Linked DNA regions of Sus scrofa: regions 1, 2 and 4 are each linked to region 3. The links are chromatin contacts, called in public Hi-C and HiChIP or PLAC-seq maps. All regions are on one chromosome and are shown on one strand. The core of a region is the stretch at or near the end of the contact, and the rest is flanking DNA. Distances in the headings are between cores, read along the strand shown. Region 1 holds the start of NQO1 (NAD(P)H quinone dehydrogenase 1). Region 2 overlaps WWP2 (NEDD4-like E3 ubiquitin-protein ligase WWP2). Region 3 holds the start of PSMD7 (26S proteasome non-ATPase regulatory subunit 7). Region 4 holds the start of WWP2 (NEDD4-like E3 ubiquitin-protein ligase WWP2).

Evidence for each region. Hi-C and Micro-C count contacts between places; a contact is called where the count stands out from the background. HiChIP or PLAC-seq counts read pairs in DNA pulled down with a chosen protein or histone mark.
Region 1: an H3K27ac HiChIP or PLAC-seq map of alveolar macrophages shows a contact between it and region 3. The contact joins the promoter of NQO1 here to the promoter of PSMD7 in region 3. A contact is called at or near these places in 2 of 5 promoter capture datasets (fetal liver and liver), 20 of 47 Hi-C or Micro-C datasets (adipocytes, brain, embryonic fibroblasts and 13 more) and 2 of 2 datasets of contacts at active chromatin or transcription factors (alveolar macrophages and skeletal muscle).
Region 2: an H3K27ac HiChIP or PLAC-seq map of alveolar macrophages shows a contact between it and region 3. The contact joins the enhancer-like site here to the promoter of PSMD7 in region 3. A contact is called at or near these places in 4 of 47 Hi-C or Micro-C datasets (fibroblasts, omental adipose tissue, retroperitoneal adipose tissue and 1 more) and 2 of 2 datasets of contacts at active chromatin or transcription factors (alveolar macrophages and skeletal muscle).
Region 4: a contact with region 3 is called in a Hi-C map of heart right ventricle, with 3 times the contacts expected there. The contact joins the promoter of WWP2 here to the promoter of PSMD7 in region 3. A contact is called at or near these places in 1 of 47 Hi-C or Micro-C datasets (heart right ventricle) and 1 of 2 datasets of contacts at active chromatin or transcription factors (alveolar macrophages).

The regions. Positions count from the first base shown.
Region 1 is chr6:17,291,289-17,295,172 of Sscrofa11.1, forward strand. It overlaps NQO1 (NAD(P)H quinone dehydrogenase 1), which reads left to right and starts at 1,674. Exons shown (of 6, transcript NM_001159613.1): 1 at 1,674-1,932. The coding sequence starts at 1,926.
Region 2 is chr6:17,205,251-17,209,379 of Sscrofa11.1, forward strand. The region is part of intron 1 of WWP2 (NEDD4-like E3 ubiquitin-protein ligase WWP2); the gene reads right to left. Among named protein-coding and RNA genes, the nearest start is that of WWP2, 21 kb to the right of the region's middle. Within about 2 kb of position 2,366, at least 1 of the 83 cell types and tissues checked has an H3K27ac peak or open chromatin away from gene starts, as enhancers often do. A contact at or near this core is called in alveolar macrophages, where this site is marked.
Region 3 is chr6:17,045,593-17,049,256 of Sscrofa11.1, forward strand. PSMD7 (26S proteasome non-ATPase regulatory subunit 7) reads left to right here and starts at 1,828. Exons shown (of 7, transcript XM_021093860.1): 1 at 1,828-2,020. The coding sequence starts at 1,947.
Region 4 is chr6:17,226,655-17,230,684 of Sscrofa11.1, forward strand. WWP2 (NEDD4-like E3 ubiquitin-protein ligase WWP2) reads right to left here and starts at 1,328. Exons shown (of 24, transcript XM_021093861.1): 1 at 1,185-1,328.

The DNA of each region.
Region 1 (3,884 bases), core at 424-2,923, 250 kb after region 3:
TTGTTTTGATGGTGTTCTTGAGCAATTATTAACTTACAGTGATTTCCCAAAGTCCCCTATGTTTCCCTCTCTAAGATCCTTTATCGGGACTTTTTTTTTTTGGCATTTCTTGGGCCGCTCCTGTGGCATATGGAGGTTCCCAGGCTAGAGGTCTAATCGGAGCTGTAGCCACCAGCCTATGCCAGAGGCACAGCAATGCAGGATCCGAGCCGCGTCTGCAACCTACATCACAGCTCACAGCAACACCAGATCCTTAACCCACTGAGCAAGGCCAGGGATCAAACCCGCAACCTCATGGTTCCTAGTTGGATTCGTTAACCACTGTGCCACGATGGGAACTCCTACAGCTACCTGTGCCTACTCCATCCCTATCAGTATCAGGAACTCCTTAACATGTTTTTTTTTTTTTTTTTTTGGTCTTTTTAGAGCTGCACCTGTGATCCCAGCTGTGTCTGCAACCTACCCCCCCAGAGCTCAGGGCAACGCTGGAGTGAGGCCCAGGATCAAACCTGTGTCCTCATGGATACTACTCAGATTCGTTTCCGCTGAAACACGATGGGAACTCCACATTTTAGGGGGGTTTCTTTTTTATTAATATCACTTTTTTTTTCTTTTTTGCTCTTTTTTTAAGTGCCACACCCTCGGCACGTGGAGTTTCCCAGGCTAAGGGTCTAATCGGAACTACAACTGCCGGCCTACACCACAGCCATAGCACACGTCTTCAATCTACACCATGGCTCACAGCAATGCAGGATCCTCAACCCACTGGGTAAGGCCAGGGATGGAACCTGCAACCTCATGGTTCCTAGTCAGATTGTTTCCACTATGCCACAACGGGAACTCCCACATTTTAGTGTTTTAATCTGCCATGACTTTTTTCTGCAAATTGACTTAACAGAGCACTCAAGAGTTCTTTATCTTGATTACTGAGTTTTCTCATTTTCTTAAATCTTGTCTCTCCCTCACCCCAGGAATCTCAACCTGAACTGTTCTGGCCCCCTCTGAATTTTCTTACTTACCCTTTGTAAGGTTTCTGAAGGGTACACTTTAAGATTCTGTTTCTTTTTCTTCTGCCTTTTGACACTGACTTCTCTCTGTTCTGTAGACAAAGACTTGAGCTTTTAACTTTGTAGAACTTAAAAACTTTTGCTCTACGCTGTTCAAACTGCTCTAAGCAGGGTTTTGAGTAAAGCCACTACACTTTTATCTGTCTGGACTATTCTTTAAATGCTTTTCCTTACTGCTATCTCCTGCACAAGACTCGGACTAGCTCTTGGGGGAGAGGGGAGAACAAAACCAATTAGTTCCCCCATTGAGAGGAGGAGGAGTACATTCTAGGGGACCCCCCACCCCGCGCGCACCAAGTGCAGAATCCAAACCTTGCAAAAGCTGAAACAAACTCATTTCCCCAGGAGCAAGTCTCTCTGGTCGCCTTAGCCCTCAAAACCTACGTCTAGTCACAGTGACTCAGCGAGATTCTGAGCGAAAGGATGGGAGTCCCCCGCGTCCTCCTTTTGTCCGGCCAATTCCGTGCGGAAGCGATTTCCTGGGGCTGGGGAGGCACGAATGACGCGCCCAACGGAACCCGGACCCCATTGGTTACATCCTCCCACCTTCGCCCCGACCCCAGAGGCCCCTCTCATTCTCTGCCCCCTGGGCACCCTTCTCGCACGCGGGTCCCTAAATTTGCCAGCTGCCGAGGTGAGCCCCGCCCTGCACCCCAGGGCCCATGGGGCGGCTCCGCCTTTGCTGGTCCCCCAGTCTGTGGGCCGGGCCAGATCGTGTATAAAGTAGCCGGGCGCTCCGCCGGCAGCACGAGTGACACCTCCCAGGTCGCAGCCAGAGGACCTACAGCCCCCCGCGCCTTCCCAGCTTGAGTCGGCCCGGCAACCAGCAGCCCGGCCAATCTGCGCGCCGCCGGAGCCATGGCGGGTGAGTGGCCCCCCCGGAGCCCTGCAGGGCTCAGCCTGCGTTTTCTTCTTCCTTGACGCAGGACTGGAGGAGTGACGGCATTAGGTCCCAGGATGAGCCCTGCCAAACACCAGGAGACGGGGAACTCCCGCTAATACTCTGACCGCACAAACCGCAGTGGGCGTTTAAGAGAGAATTGACCTTGGAAGCAACACAATTTCTCCAAAACTGGTCAGAAATCGGCCGTCAGAGGCCACACTGACCCACTGGCACAACTCGTTTGGCCTTAATAGTATTTAAAACATTTTAGAGTAAGTTACTAAGATTTGAACATAAAAATCTGGACCAAATAGGAGGAAAATTGGCTGGGGAAGCTGCTCCCTTTAGTTGGACAGATGCCAGAGCCAGCTCCCAGCTCCCAAGCCAGGAATCATTTTCGACTGTGACCTTTGGAGTGGGCACACCTGCTCTGGTATTGGCATTGGGTGCATGTTGAGTGACAGAAACTCCCTCCTCTCCTGTCAGTCTGATGCGTGGGCCCCTTTCACACATCCTGGACCAGCTGCAACACCAGGACCAGCCAGAAAGCCTGGCCCTGAGATTGCACAGTGCTAAGGTCCAGACATCTATTTCCTCGACAGGGGCAGAATTCTACCTTTCTGTAATTTCTTTCCTGTGAACCTAGTTCTGCTTTCTGAACACACACATTCAAAACACACCTCATCTTGTTAAAAGTAAGGATGGACGGGGGGGTTGTTCCCTTCGTTGACAAGCTAGTTGAACTCTGAGAAAAGGGATGCAACTGCTGGCGATGCCACAGCCATAGCAACAGCAATGCCAGATCCGAGCTGCATCTGTGATCTATACCGTAGCTTGTGTTCACGCGGATCCCGGATCCTTAACCCGCTGAGCGAGGCCACGGATCAAACCCACATCCTCATGGATCCTAGATGGGTTCGTTATCACTGAGCCACAGCAGGAACTCCCACAACCCCTTTCTTTCTTGTCAGCTTTATATCTTGCCATTCAGTTCTATATAGGTCATCAATGAAACTGCATGTTAACAGAGTACAGTTCAGTCTGAAAGGTTAGTAAAAACTCCTTAATTCAGATTGGCTGCAGTTTGAAGACAGAATTGTAATGTCAGAGCAATTACTGGGGACAGTTAGGATGCCTGGGCCACCAGAATGCACTCTTCACAAAGATCTGTGTCTTTTTTCTACACTGAAGTATCCCAAATGCCTGGAGCATAGTAGGTACTCAGTAAACCATGTAGTATTTCAGGATGGGGTGCTGGTGCCCCCCAGACAGCAGAAGAATGAATCAACTAGAGGGAAACAGCCTCTAACGTGCATGCAGGAAGACCTACCTGTAAGCCACCTGATAGCCCTTCCTGGATGCTTCCGCTCTAGCTCCACCCCCTGGAAACGGGGGGGGGGGGCTCCCAGATTTCCCCAAAGGCCGAGGCAATTCATATTCCATCATATTCCACTGGCAACGTGCCAGTTTTCCTGCAGTCTTTTTTTTTTTTTTTTTGGCTTTTTGGGGCCATACCCGTGGCATATGGAGTTTCCAGGCTAGAGGTTGAATCGGAGCTGCAGCCACCAGCCTACACCACATCTCACAGCAACACTGGATCCTTAACCCATTGAGCGAGGCCAGGGATCGAACCTGCAGCCTCTTGATTCCTAGTCGGATTCATTTCCACTGCACCACGATGAGAACTCCTGGACTGCAGTCTTACTCTTTAATTGCTTTGCCAATCTAATGGATAAATAATGATATCTCATTTTAATTTGCTTTTCCTTGCTGGCTAAGCAGGGCACCTTCTCATTTGTTTATTGTCGTTTGCAATTTCCTCTTCTGAATCATGTGTTCATATCCTTGACTTATTTTTCTATTGGGTTGTCTGTCTTTTTCCAGTTATTGGTAGGCATTCTTTGGGATTTTTAACTCTTTGTGATGGGTTGTAG
Region 2 (4,129 bases), core at 1,116-3,615, 160 kb after region 3:
TTTTCCTCACACATAATTTTGTAACATTGTCGCTTGTCATTTGGAAAATAGTTCACTGAGCTATGCCAAATGTGGACAAATTTCATTATACGCGATCCAAAAAAACTGCATTTCTGAATGTCACCACTGATCTCATCAGATAAGTCTTTGAGTACTGGGAAGCTGTCGAGCGCTTTGTGGTAGATGCTAAGTGTTCCAAAATTCTCATTTGCACTTAAAAACTCATATTTTATCATTGGCAACAAGTACTGTCAGTTGTTTTCCTTGAATTGACAGGCTCATGTCATTCATCTTCAGGAAAATGTCTGCCAAACACTCAAATCTATTAACATTCATTTGCTGATTTTTTTTTAAGTAAAAAATGATATTTCATGGGAAAAAACTACATAATTCAGCTCTCAATTCAAAGAGTCCTACAAGTGCTTTTTCTCAACACATCCATTATATTTCAGTATGCGGGAGAAGTGATTTAGGCGTAGTTCCTATTTTCAACACACAGAATATTAAAAAGACATGTGCACAAGAGCCAAGACTTAATAAAATTAGTCAGTTTCACTGCGTCACCAAGCACATTCCTATGTGAAACTGGCTTTTTCTTGCCTTTTTACTGAGTGTGCCATGGTGAGAAACACAAGACAACAGCCCAGGACAGTGGCACTGCCCTGATTTGTGCTGTGGCACCAACACTTTTCACTCACCGTTGCTCTTGCATGAGTGCAAATGCATCGAAGTTAAAAAGGCGAAGTTGGAGTTCCCGTCATGGCACAGCAGGAATGAATCGGAGTAGGAACCATGAGTTTGCGGCTTCGATCCCTGGCCTCGCTCAGTGGGTTAAGGATCCAGCGTTGCTGTGAGCTGTGGTGTAGGTCACAGGCACGGCTCGGATCCCATGTTGCTGTGGCTCTGGCGTAGGCCAGAAGCTATAGCTCCGATAAGACCCCTAGCCTGGGAACGACCATGTGCTGCGGGTGCGGCCGTACGAAGACAAAAAAAAAAAAAAAAAAAAAAAAAAAAAAACACTATGAAACTCCTATTCTACTCAACATCATTTAGCCCTGCTTTCGTTGTATTTGTACCTGATCTCTTCTTTCAACTCCCTGTTCTAAAGAGCTGTTCAGCCTTAAAACGTGGTTATTACTTCACCATATGACTCTACAAATGGAAGCCTTTTGTATGAGATTAAATGCAGTGACAGAGAATTCACACTGATTTTGACATTTTCCACAGCTGAAGTCAAAGAAGTCTATGCTTTAAGATTTTAGCCAGAACAAAACAAAACTACGTGCTTGCCCTATTTATAACATATAGCCAGTCCAAAAAAAGTCTAAGTGACCAGTTTTTCCCTGAACTAGTCTGTAACAGGCATTGTACTTCAATCTCATAGAGGGAGCAGCCGTGGAAACCTCTGAAACGTAGTGGGAAACATACAGGAATACGATACTAAAACGAACACGAGAGTTAGATGACGGCCTCCTGGCAGCATCTGACACAATGGATGACTCTGCGAAGCCTTGAAATGCTTTCTCCTTGGCCTCCCGGACACCACACCTGCCTGATTCTCGTCCTGCCTCTCTGGCTGCTTTTTCTCAGCCTCCTCTGTTGGCTCCTTCTCTGCGGACCCTCTGACCCTCCGAGTGTCCGGTAGCTCAGACCCTGCATGTCTTTCCTTGGTGATCTCAATCATCTCATGGCTTTCAATACCACCTATTCACGGACAATCCCATGGTGGTGTATCTGGTATAAACGTCACCCCCGAACCTCAGATGCTCTTTGTCTACTGATAAAACAGAGCTTCTGACACTTGCCCTCAATCCTGTTCTGCATCTCAGTGGTGAATGACAACTCCTTCCACCCCCTGGCTCAGGCCAAAATTCTGGGGCTCATTCTTGCTTCCCCTTTCCCTCGGACACCCCACATTCAATCTGACAGTAGATCCCGTTGGCTCTACCTTTAAAACATCTCCCAGCTCCAACATTTCCCTCCACCTCTGCTGTCCCTGCCTTGGTCCACAGCACCATCAGCTCTCAGCGGGACTGATGTTTTTCCTGCTTTTGCCCTCTGCACCCTTCAATCTAATTTCTACGTTTAGCAAGAGTCATGTTTTTCTATTATGTAATCAAATCATAGCACTCTGCTTTGCAGAAGCTGGAAGCTATCCAGTGGCTTCCCACCGATCTCCAAAGTCCTTGAAATGACCCTGAGGGCCTACGTGATACACCACCACATACCCCTCTGACCCCACCTCCCATTCCTCTCCTCCCTTGCTTCTTCCCCCCAAAGCTTCATGGGCCTCCTTGCTGTTCCTTGAACATGCCAGACATGTTACCCCGTCAGACTTCTACTTCTCTGTCTATAATGTTCCTTTCCCAATTGTCCACATGTGCAGTGGAAGTTCCCGCCACAGAAGTGACAATGACAATGCCAGATCCTTTACCACTAAGCCACCAGGGAACTCCCCAAATGTTGCCCTTTTTTTTTGCTTTTTAGGTCCTCACCCACAGCATATAGAGGTTCCCAGGCTAGGGGTCCAATCGGAGCTACAGCTGCCGGCCTACACCACAGCCACAGAAACGCAGGATCCAAGCTGCATTTGCGACCTACACCACAGCTCACAGCAATGCCGGATCCTTAACCCACTGAGCAAGACCAGGGATTGAACCCACAACCTCATGGTTCCTAGTAGGATTCGTTTCCGCCGCACCACGACGGGAACTCCAAGTGTTGCTTTCTTAAGTAGGCCTTCCCTAAGCACCCCCTCATCCCCACCTCTCCACACACACTGTACCCATCTTCTCCAGTTTACCTTCCCTCCTTGGCATTTTCACAGTCACGGGTCATACTGTACTGGTTTATCGTACTTACTGCGTCCCTCCTCTAGAAGGTAAGCTCCATGAGGGCCGAAATATGTGTCCCACCTCTTGGCCCTTGTAATCTACTGTCTAGGACAGTGCCTGGCTTCTCATAAGAACTCCATAAATATTTATGGAACAAATGAGCATCGATTTTCTGCAATTCAAAAGGATGTTTGACTCCGTTAAAGTTGTTTTGGTAGAGCAATAAACAGAACCGCTCTCTTTGACTCATCAGATTGGCAAGAGATTAGACATCTAACAATAGTGTTGGTAAGAAGCCTCACAGACTGCTGGAGGCAGTGCAAATGAGACCTCGAGGCAGGTCCAATTAGATGGCATCTGGCCGCCTGTGGGAGAATTAAAGATGCATATATCGTACCTCCCAGGATTCTACTTCTAGCTGTTTGCCAGGGAAATTTTCCCTTTTTTTTTTTTTAGGGCCACACCCATGGCATATGGAAGATCCCAGGCTAGGGGTCGAATTGGAGTTGTAGCCACCCGCCTACGCCACAGCCACAGCAACACAGGATCTGAGCCACTTCTGTGACCTACACCACAGGTCATGGCTACCCCAGATCCCTGACCTATGAAGCAAGGCCAGGGATCAAACCAGCATCCTCATGAATAATAGATTCGTTTCCACTGCGCCACAACGGAAACTCCTTGCCAGGGAAAATTTTCCAACAAATGCAGAAGAAGCCACGTGCGAAGTTGTGCATCAGAGCAATGTTTATAACAGCAAAAATGTGTAAATAATCTACGAACTGATGGGGGAATAAATCGATTGTGAAATATTTATAAAATGGGATGCTACATAGGTATTGAAATATATGCATTCAATCTACATGTACAAACCCAAATTATAATGCCAAGAGGAAAAAAAAAGGCAAGGGGTAGCCTAAGTATAGTACATAGTATGATGCCACGGGTCTACACTTGAACTTGAAATGACGTTATCCATTGTGGTGGACACACATAAATGGAATTAAAGTGCAGAAGCACGGACGGGAAGGAACCACGCCAAGTGCAAAACAGAAGTTACCTCTAGAGTAGCAGAGGAGAGAACATGGGAATTGGAGTGAATAGAGGCCAAAGGAACTTCAACTCTATCTGCAACAGTTCATTTTTTTAAAGGAAAAAGTTCTAAAGCAAATACGGCAAAATGTTAATATTCATTAAATCCAGATGGTGGTTTTTATGATGGTTTGTCATCTTATTCTCTGAACCTCTTCATATGTTTGATCTTTTTCATAATTTAATAATTTGAAGGGAAAAAA
Region 3 (3,664 bases), core at 578-3,077:
AACATCTCAATAAATATGAGGAAAGGAGAATTTAACACTAAAAAAGAAAGACATGGGTAGGGGATTGAGAGGTATAAGGTATTATTATAAAATAAGCAACGAGGATATATTGTACAACATGAGGAATTTAGCCAATATTTTATAATAACTACAAATGGAATATAATCTTTAAAATTTGTGAATTACTATATTGTACACCTATAACTTATATAACACTGTACATTAACTATACTTCAATAGAAAGCAAATTAAATAATATTTTTCTTTAAAAAAAGAAAATTATTATCCTTATGCTCTCATCAGATCCTCTTAAAGCCCAGAATTAAATGAACAAAAGAAATTAGATTTCTTATATCTCCCTCTGTATTCAGCCGAATGAATTCCTTCCCTAGAAGTGGCTACAAAATCAGTTATGATTTCAAGTCAGTTCCACTTTAAAAAAAAAGAAAAAGAAAAAAAATAGGGCAACATGGAAAATACATTATGATTTTAAGTTGTCTTCCTTATAGTCTTTATATATTTTAGCCGCCCAAAATTCTTCCTTTAGACTCCAAGCTCTTTGTCTAACAGATCTATGTCTACCCTCTGTTGAACAGCATCACACAAGAGATGAAACAAGAGAATCTACTTTAAACACCAGCAAGCATGCTTTAACTCACAATGGGGCTGACTTAAATGTTCTCAATTTACAAGTTCTATTATCTTAAGAAGTAGCAGAAATCACCTGATAGCCAAATCAAAAACACTTTAAAAAACGAGGAAAATACAAAACAGTGTTCTCAAAAGTAGGAAGAGTACATGAAATAAAAGTGAGGGGTAAAATCCATAAAGAATATCAAAAGCTCCCTGACTATACTGGAAGGTGGCTAAGATTCAGAGCAAAATCTCCTGGTCATTTTTCAGAGAGGTCAGATCCTCCGTGACCCAGGGAGGTAAAAGGTGTTTAAAAAGAGGATGAACAGTAACTAAATAATTCAAGTTGCGTAAGTATTATTTTTGTTGACAGAAACAGCAACTTATAAGTCAGTCCGGCGACTAAACTTGCATGGATTTTAAGTCATTTGCGTCTTTCTGCAAATAACCTTAAGTCCTTTTAGTATTTTTAGTATTTCCCCTTTTAGTATTTTTTCTACATTTCCCCTTTTAGTATTTTTTCTCTTTCTCAGCGAAAAATGAAAACACATTTTCTTCTTGCTTCCCATCTTTTTCAATCTTTTTCTAAGTTTTTATTTGAACATCAACCTGTATGAATGATCTGACTCTAGGCACAAACGGCATTATTCTATCCTTTGTTAAATGGTAAGTAATATAAAGATAGGTGGAAAAATACAGACAGGCTGATTGTTTGCTTATCATCTATAGCGAAGACTAAGGAGAAATTCCCTGACAAGATGATAATGAGATAAACTATCATATCTACTTAAAGGGAATGCCCTAATGCTGGAGACTTAAAATTAGTTCCTCTAAGAAATTGTAGACGACTCTGACTAGAAGCAAAGGTCAACATTTGCTGAATGGTGGAACTACTACATATCACTGTTTACATTTTTTTCTTAGTATTTTCTCGAGATTTCCGATGGGGGAGGGGAGTTGGGAAGGCATGGAAGCGAAAAGCCACCGTGGGTAACGGTACAAGCGAAACACCAGGAGGTCAACCTCTAACGTCTCCAGTGTCCCTTTAGCTATCAAGACCCCGGAAATTCGCAGCCAGTCACCTGAGGCGGATTCCGCCTCCCGGGAACTTGCCCTCCTCAAGTTGGCAGCGGGAGCGACAGCCCGCTCCCGGCGCGCGCAGCACCCTGGGAGCGGAAGAAGGGGCCGCGCGGCAGCGGCCCAGCCGGAAGAGGAGGAGCCGGGCCTGGAGGATCCCAAAGAGTCGCTGCCGCTCTGGCCGCCGGCGTTTGCGGGTCGCGGGGAGCAGGGCCTGGCGGGCGGGGTGTGTCGCGATGCCGGAGCTGGCTGTGCAGAAGGTGGTGGTCCACCCCCTGGTGCTGCTGAGTGTGGTGGATCATTTCAATCGGTGAGCGGGCGACACGGGGCGGCCTACCCGGGCCGGTGGCGCCGCCGCTGCTGAGTCACGGGCGCGCTGGGGACTGCGCGGCGGCCGCGGGGGCGCTGATGGACCAGGAGGGCCCTGAGTCGCCGAGGGTCCCAGACCAACCTCCTTTCGCGAAGCCCAAGACACCTGGCATTGTCTCCCACGCCGCCCAGCCGACGCTCCGGGAACTGGGCTGCTGGTTCCTTTTACCTAGTCCGTTCGATGCCAGAGTCTGGGAAGCTTCTCTTGGCCTTGATTCCCAGGCCTCGTGCCCGTCTGTCACTTCGTCCGCCCCCTTTTGCCAAAAAGACTTGATGTCTCGTAGTAAAGCCCTTCAGACTCGCGCTTTTTGCCTGTGAAGGCTGTCAGCGAAATTCTGGTCTCAGCGCCTGGAAGAGCTGTGGTTTTAACTTGTGAGAGTTTCGAAGTGGGAATCGTGTTTGACGACAGCTTAAAATGTAGATGAGGTGTCAAGTCTGCTTTGGGTTTTGTTCTTTGTATTATTTTGTTTTTAATGAGACCAGTTGGAGATTTGGGCATTAATGAATAAGGTAACATCCCACAGATGTTTCTTCCGCCTTTGCTTGCTTGTTTGTGAGCTGTTCGTCTCGCTGGACCTGTTACACGTGTTCAGAAGTTTTACCAGATAGTTACTTGATTTGGAAAACTGCAAGACCCAGTTGGGAGCATTTGCTGTAAAGTCAGAGTTGCTAAGTGCTCATTCTCTTGCAACTTGCTTTGTACAGCTTCTTCAAAACAAACTCCAGACTCCTGTGAGGTTTAGGGTCCCCATTTCAGTTCTGTTGCTTTGTAGGAGCCTTAGCCTAACAGGATATGCAAGCTATCGCACTAAAAATAATTACTGTTTTTCTCCTGTAGGATACTAGAGGTGCTAAGGGAGGGATCATTTCAGTTCTATTCTGTAAGTTCAACAAACACTTGCTAAGGGCCTAGTGCAGGCAGACACTGTGAGCTGCTCTGTCAGATAACAGTTGTAGTGTTTTTAAGAAGGCAGATGGATTTTTGTAGATCAGAAGAAAAGCCCTGAGTGTGGAAGTTTCCTTTAAGCAGAGATTTCCAAAAAAACAAGAACCACCAGAATAGAAAATCCTTAACTTTGTTTCATCCAAACCCTAAATATAGTAAGCATTTATAAATTTGCCAAACCATATGTTTTGATAAATACAGTTAAATCATTGTGAAAGCAGCAGCTGTTAAGGAATTGTACTTCATTTCACAGTGGCTTTTGTCTTTGCTTTGAACATAGAATTGTATTGTTTCTGTATGTCTCATTTGTTAATGGTTAAAGGAGAATTCTACATGAAAACCAATGAAATTAGATTATGTAAGCAAAACAGTTGTAGTTCCTTAAGACAGAATCACTGATGAGGTTTGATATGGAGAAATTCTGAAATAGTCTTTCTCATTCATTGAGCCCTCCTACCAGCATGATTAGTCACCAGCTCACTTCCAGCTTCTGCCTCATTAAGCCATTCAGAGGGACCACAAATGGCACACAAATGCCTCTGGATCGGAATGGTTTTCTGAGCCTCTATTTGATACAAAGAGTTAAAAACATCTAGTGGAAATTGTTGACAGAATAGATGCTCCGGGGAAGCGTTGGCA
Region 4 (4,030 bases), core at 78-2,577, 180 kb after region 3:
TCAATTTTTAAATGTTTGTCAAACATTCTAAAAACTTGAACTCAAAACACATTAGCAAGGTACTTTTTTTTTTTTTCCTACTTGTAACCCAAAACAACTCCAGCTCCTGGGACTGTCCAGTTTGAACATTCACTTCTATTACATCACATCCATGAAATGCATTCCACTTTTGCAAATGTTAGTAAACACAAGAAAAAGCGGGTGAACAGCCTTAACACAGGTATTTAATCTCAAAATCATGATCCAGGTCACAGTTCTATGGAACACAACACAGACCTTCCAGTCATGCTAGCTAGTTACAGTTTGTCAAGATAAGCAGTCACATGGCAAAGGAAACTGAATAATTTAAACTCAAGAAAGAAAAAGTCATAAAGCAGGGTAGGTAGATACCGGCCAAGGTTACTGCAGTCGCTGTTAGGTGAGGTAATGCTGGGATTGGACCGTGCTCAACAGTTTAAGCTAAAAGCCATTTTACAGCCAGAGCAAAGTGCCCACGCTCTTTTCTTAAGCCCAGAAGTTGATCTGATCTGTGGAAATTTCAAAGAAACATGATCTGAAAGGCTAGGTTCTCAAGAAGTAGAAACCCTACCCAAGCAGGACTAAGTGGGCGTGACGAAAGCAAAATGATCAAGATTCTCTGATCCCTCCTGAAGTTTAGAAACTGAATGGGACCAAAATCAAAGTCTCGGGTACCAATCATTGCCAAAGAGGAAGGAAGGAAGAGGCGCTCAAGCGCGGTTCAGGCAGCATCTTCCTCCTGATTTTTCCTTCCACGTCGTTCGCCAATTCTCAGGCGACCCATTCTAGCTCAGTCCCAAGTTGCCCCTTCCTCCTGTCCCGATCCCGCCACAAAGGTCACTCCTCTTCATCCCTGGCACCTAAGATGCTTGTCCCTTCCAGGAGGACTTGCTGGCCACCGCACTTATGCGTGCCTTGGCGCCCACCTCGGAGTTGCCCCCGCACCGCCCGCAGCGCGCCCACCCCGCTCGGGCGGGAGCCGGGACACCCCTCCTCGGAGGCCGGAACCGCCGCGCCAGGCCCCTCCCACAGGAAGCCACCGCCCCCCGGCGCCCGGGCCGCGCCGCCCCTGGCCCACCCCGCGCTGCCCGCTGCCCGCTGCCCCAGGCCAGCCCCGCGCCCCCGCCAGCCTGCCCGCCGCGCTGCCCCGCGCCGGCGCTCGCTACCTGACGGGACCACAGAAGCGGAGCCCAACTCCTCTCCCACTTCCGCCTTCGACCGCCCGCACTCGGGCCAGGTCACGTGACCACGCGTGGTCACCTGACCCGGAAGAGGCTGGCCGTACCTGCAGGTGTGGGCAACCTAGGCCAGGCCTGGGAACCTTTAGCCAGAAAGCCTTCTTATCCTTTGTATGTTTAAAAATGGGAGGGTTTTCCCCTCGTCAGATGGTACCCGAGCAATCAAGTAAATTGAGGGCTCGGTGAGTGCCAGGAGCTTCATTTACTCCTCCCATCGAGCCCAGGGGCGTCTCTGTCAGCCCCATTTCACAGGTGAAAGGAGGCTTTCAGTCAATTAAGTCAGCGGTTAATTTACTGACTTAAAATATCCTAGGGTCACCAGATAAAATACAGGGCACCCAGTTAAATATGAACTTAAGATAAAAAATATGTAATATGTAGGTGTGCCCCAAATACTGCCTGGTACATGTTTATACTAAAAAACTATTTGTGGTTGATGCTCATATTTAATTGGGCAAATTGGGTTTTAATTTGCTATACCTGACAACCTTAAGCCTACTATGTGCCAGGCAGGGTTCTAGATTCTAGAAACACACAAAAGTAACTTTTGTGGAGCATCTGTTTTGTTTTGTTTTGTCTTTTTGCCATTTCTTGGCCCGCTTCCACGGCATATGGAGGTTCCCAGGCTAGGGGTCTAATCGGAGCTGTAGCCGCCGGCCTACGCCAGAGCCACAGCAACGCGGGATCCGAGCCGCGTCTGCAACCTACACCACAGCTCAGGGCAACGCCAGATCCTCAATGCCAGATCCTCAGCCGACTGAGCAAGGCCAGGGATCGAACCCACAACCTCCTGGTTCCTAGTCGGATTCATTAACCACTGAGCCACGATGGGAACTCCGGAGCATCTGTTCTTGTGACATAAAGCAAAAGTAAAAAGACTCCAGAACCCTTGCTGGGGTTGGTAAAATGCCCACCACACCAATCGAACCCCTATTTCCTTAATATAAAGAGTCAATAGCACTTTATGAATTAGAAAAAAAAATTAATCAATATACTTTACTGATGGTAGGGAATTCAGTTTTGACAAGTTGAAGGAAGGCTCAATTTTTCACTCTTCATCACCACAAACTAAAATGAAGACTAATCACTTAATTAGCTTTAAGCACTGTGCACTGATTATTCTGTTATTTTTGGGTCTTCCCGTTCAGAGTGATCCTATTATGCATACAAATTAAATTGGTTGAGCACTTAGTCTCTGCTTTTCCTATTTCCACTCCAGATCCATCCAGGAGATGGCCTTTCAAGGAGCTACAGCCTTTCTGAATACCGTAATTCCTATATGAATCCCATCTATAAACCTATTCAAACTTCTTTATTTCTCTCACCTCATCTCCAACTACTCTTCCACTCAGTACCCTGCTTCAGCCACTCTGGCCTGAGGGCCTTTGGACTTGCTTTTCCCTCTTTCTGGAAAGCTCTTTCCCCAGGTAGTCAGTTGGCTCACTCATCTCTTTCAGATATTTACTCAACCACCCCTCTCAGTGAAGCCTTTCGTAATCACCCTATTTTTTTTCAGCCGTGCCTGCGGCATGTGAAAATTCCCAGGCCAGGGATATGACCCACACCACAGCAATGACGTGAGTGGCTGTAGTGACAATGCCAAATCTTAAACCACTGTGCCACAGGGGAACTCCAGCATAGGAGATTTTGAAAAGACACATAAAAAAATATGAAATGTGTCATTGTAAAAGCGCCCCCCCCCCAAAAGTTAAAAAGTAAAATGAAATGTTCATTTAAGGAAAAAGACAATCTACTTAGAGAAGACACACAATTAACTACAATGCAAAGCAGAAATAGGAACTGCTCATTAAGTGACAGAACTGAAATGTCTTAAGTGTGGTGACAAAGAAGAGTTCAAACATGTCCTTGGGGAAAAATGTGATTTCGGTAATCAGAACTAGTTTACAGAGTTCAGGGACTTCTTGGAGATTAAGTAAGCAGGGATTGGCCAGCAGAGTTTCCAGGGAGAAGAGAAAACAAGGGCAAAGGCAGAGACAACAGAGTCCAAACAAAGTCCAGGACACTCCCAGAAAAGACCAGAGGAATTCTAGGGATACTTACTGATACTTTCACATAGTGTTTCATCCACATCCCCTCTCCCGCTATTAGCATATAGTTTCATAGCCTGTACATTTTCCAGTCCGGGAAATTAACTCAGATCTTCACTGGCCCACAAGCAAGACATTTCTCTTTCATAAAGGGCCCCACATATAAAAGTCGTCATTATCACTGCATGAGTTATACCTTGAGTCCTTCCATAAGGGTTTGAAAGTGTTAATTTGTTAATGTAAACTGTTTAAAGTGACCATAATTTTTGTTAGAACATTTGTTTTCTTTGCTTTTAAAAAAAACAAGGAGCCTCCACAAACAAGTGTTTCAGGGCTCACTCAATGCCTTTGCCCTACTCATTCTTCAAGATCCAGCTCCAAAGTCTTCAACTCGAAAGGGCCCCTAGACACCATATAAAATAGTACTTTGTCCACAGCTCCTACATCATCTAAATCATGATGGTATAAATTAGCTCTCAATAGATGTTTGTACTAAGTGAGAGTCTTTCTAAAGTTTCAAAGGGCTTGGAGATGAGTGTTACAGGGAAATGGAAAAGGGATTAAAGTAGATTAAAAATGACATATGCTACAAAATGTCAAGAAACCTTTATAGTAACAAATTTTTTTTTTCCAGGGCCACACAGGCGGCATATGGAGGTTCCCAGGCTAGGGGTCGAATCAGAGCTGTGGCAGCCAGCCTACACCACAGCCTCAGCAATCTGGCAT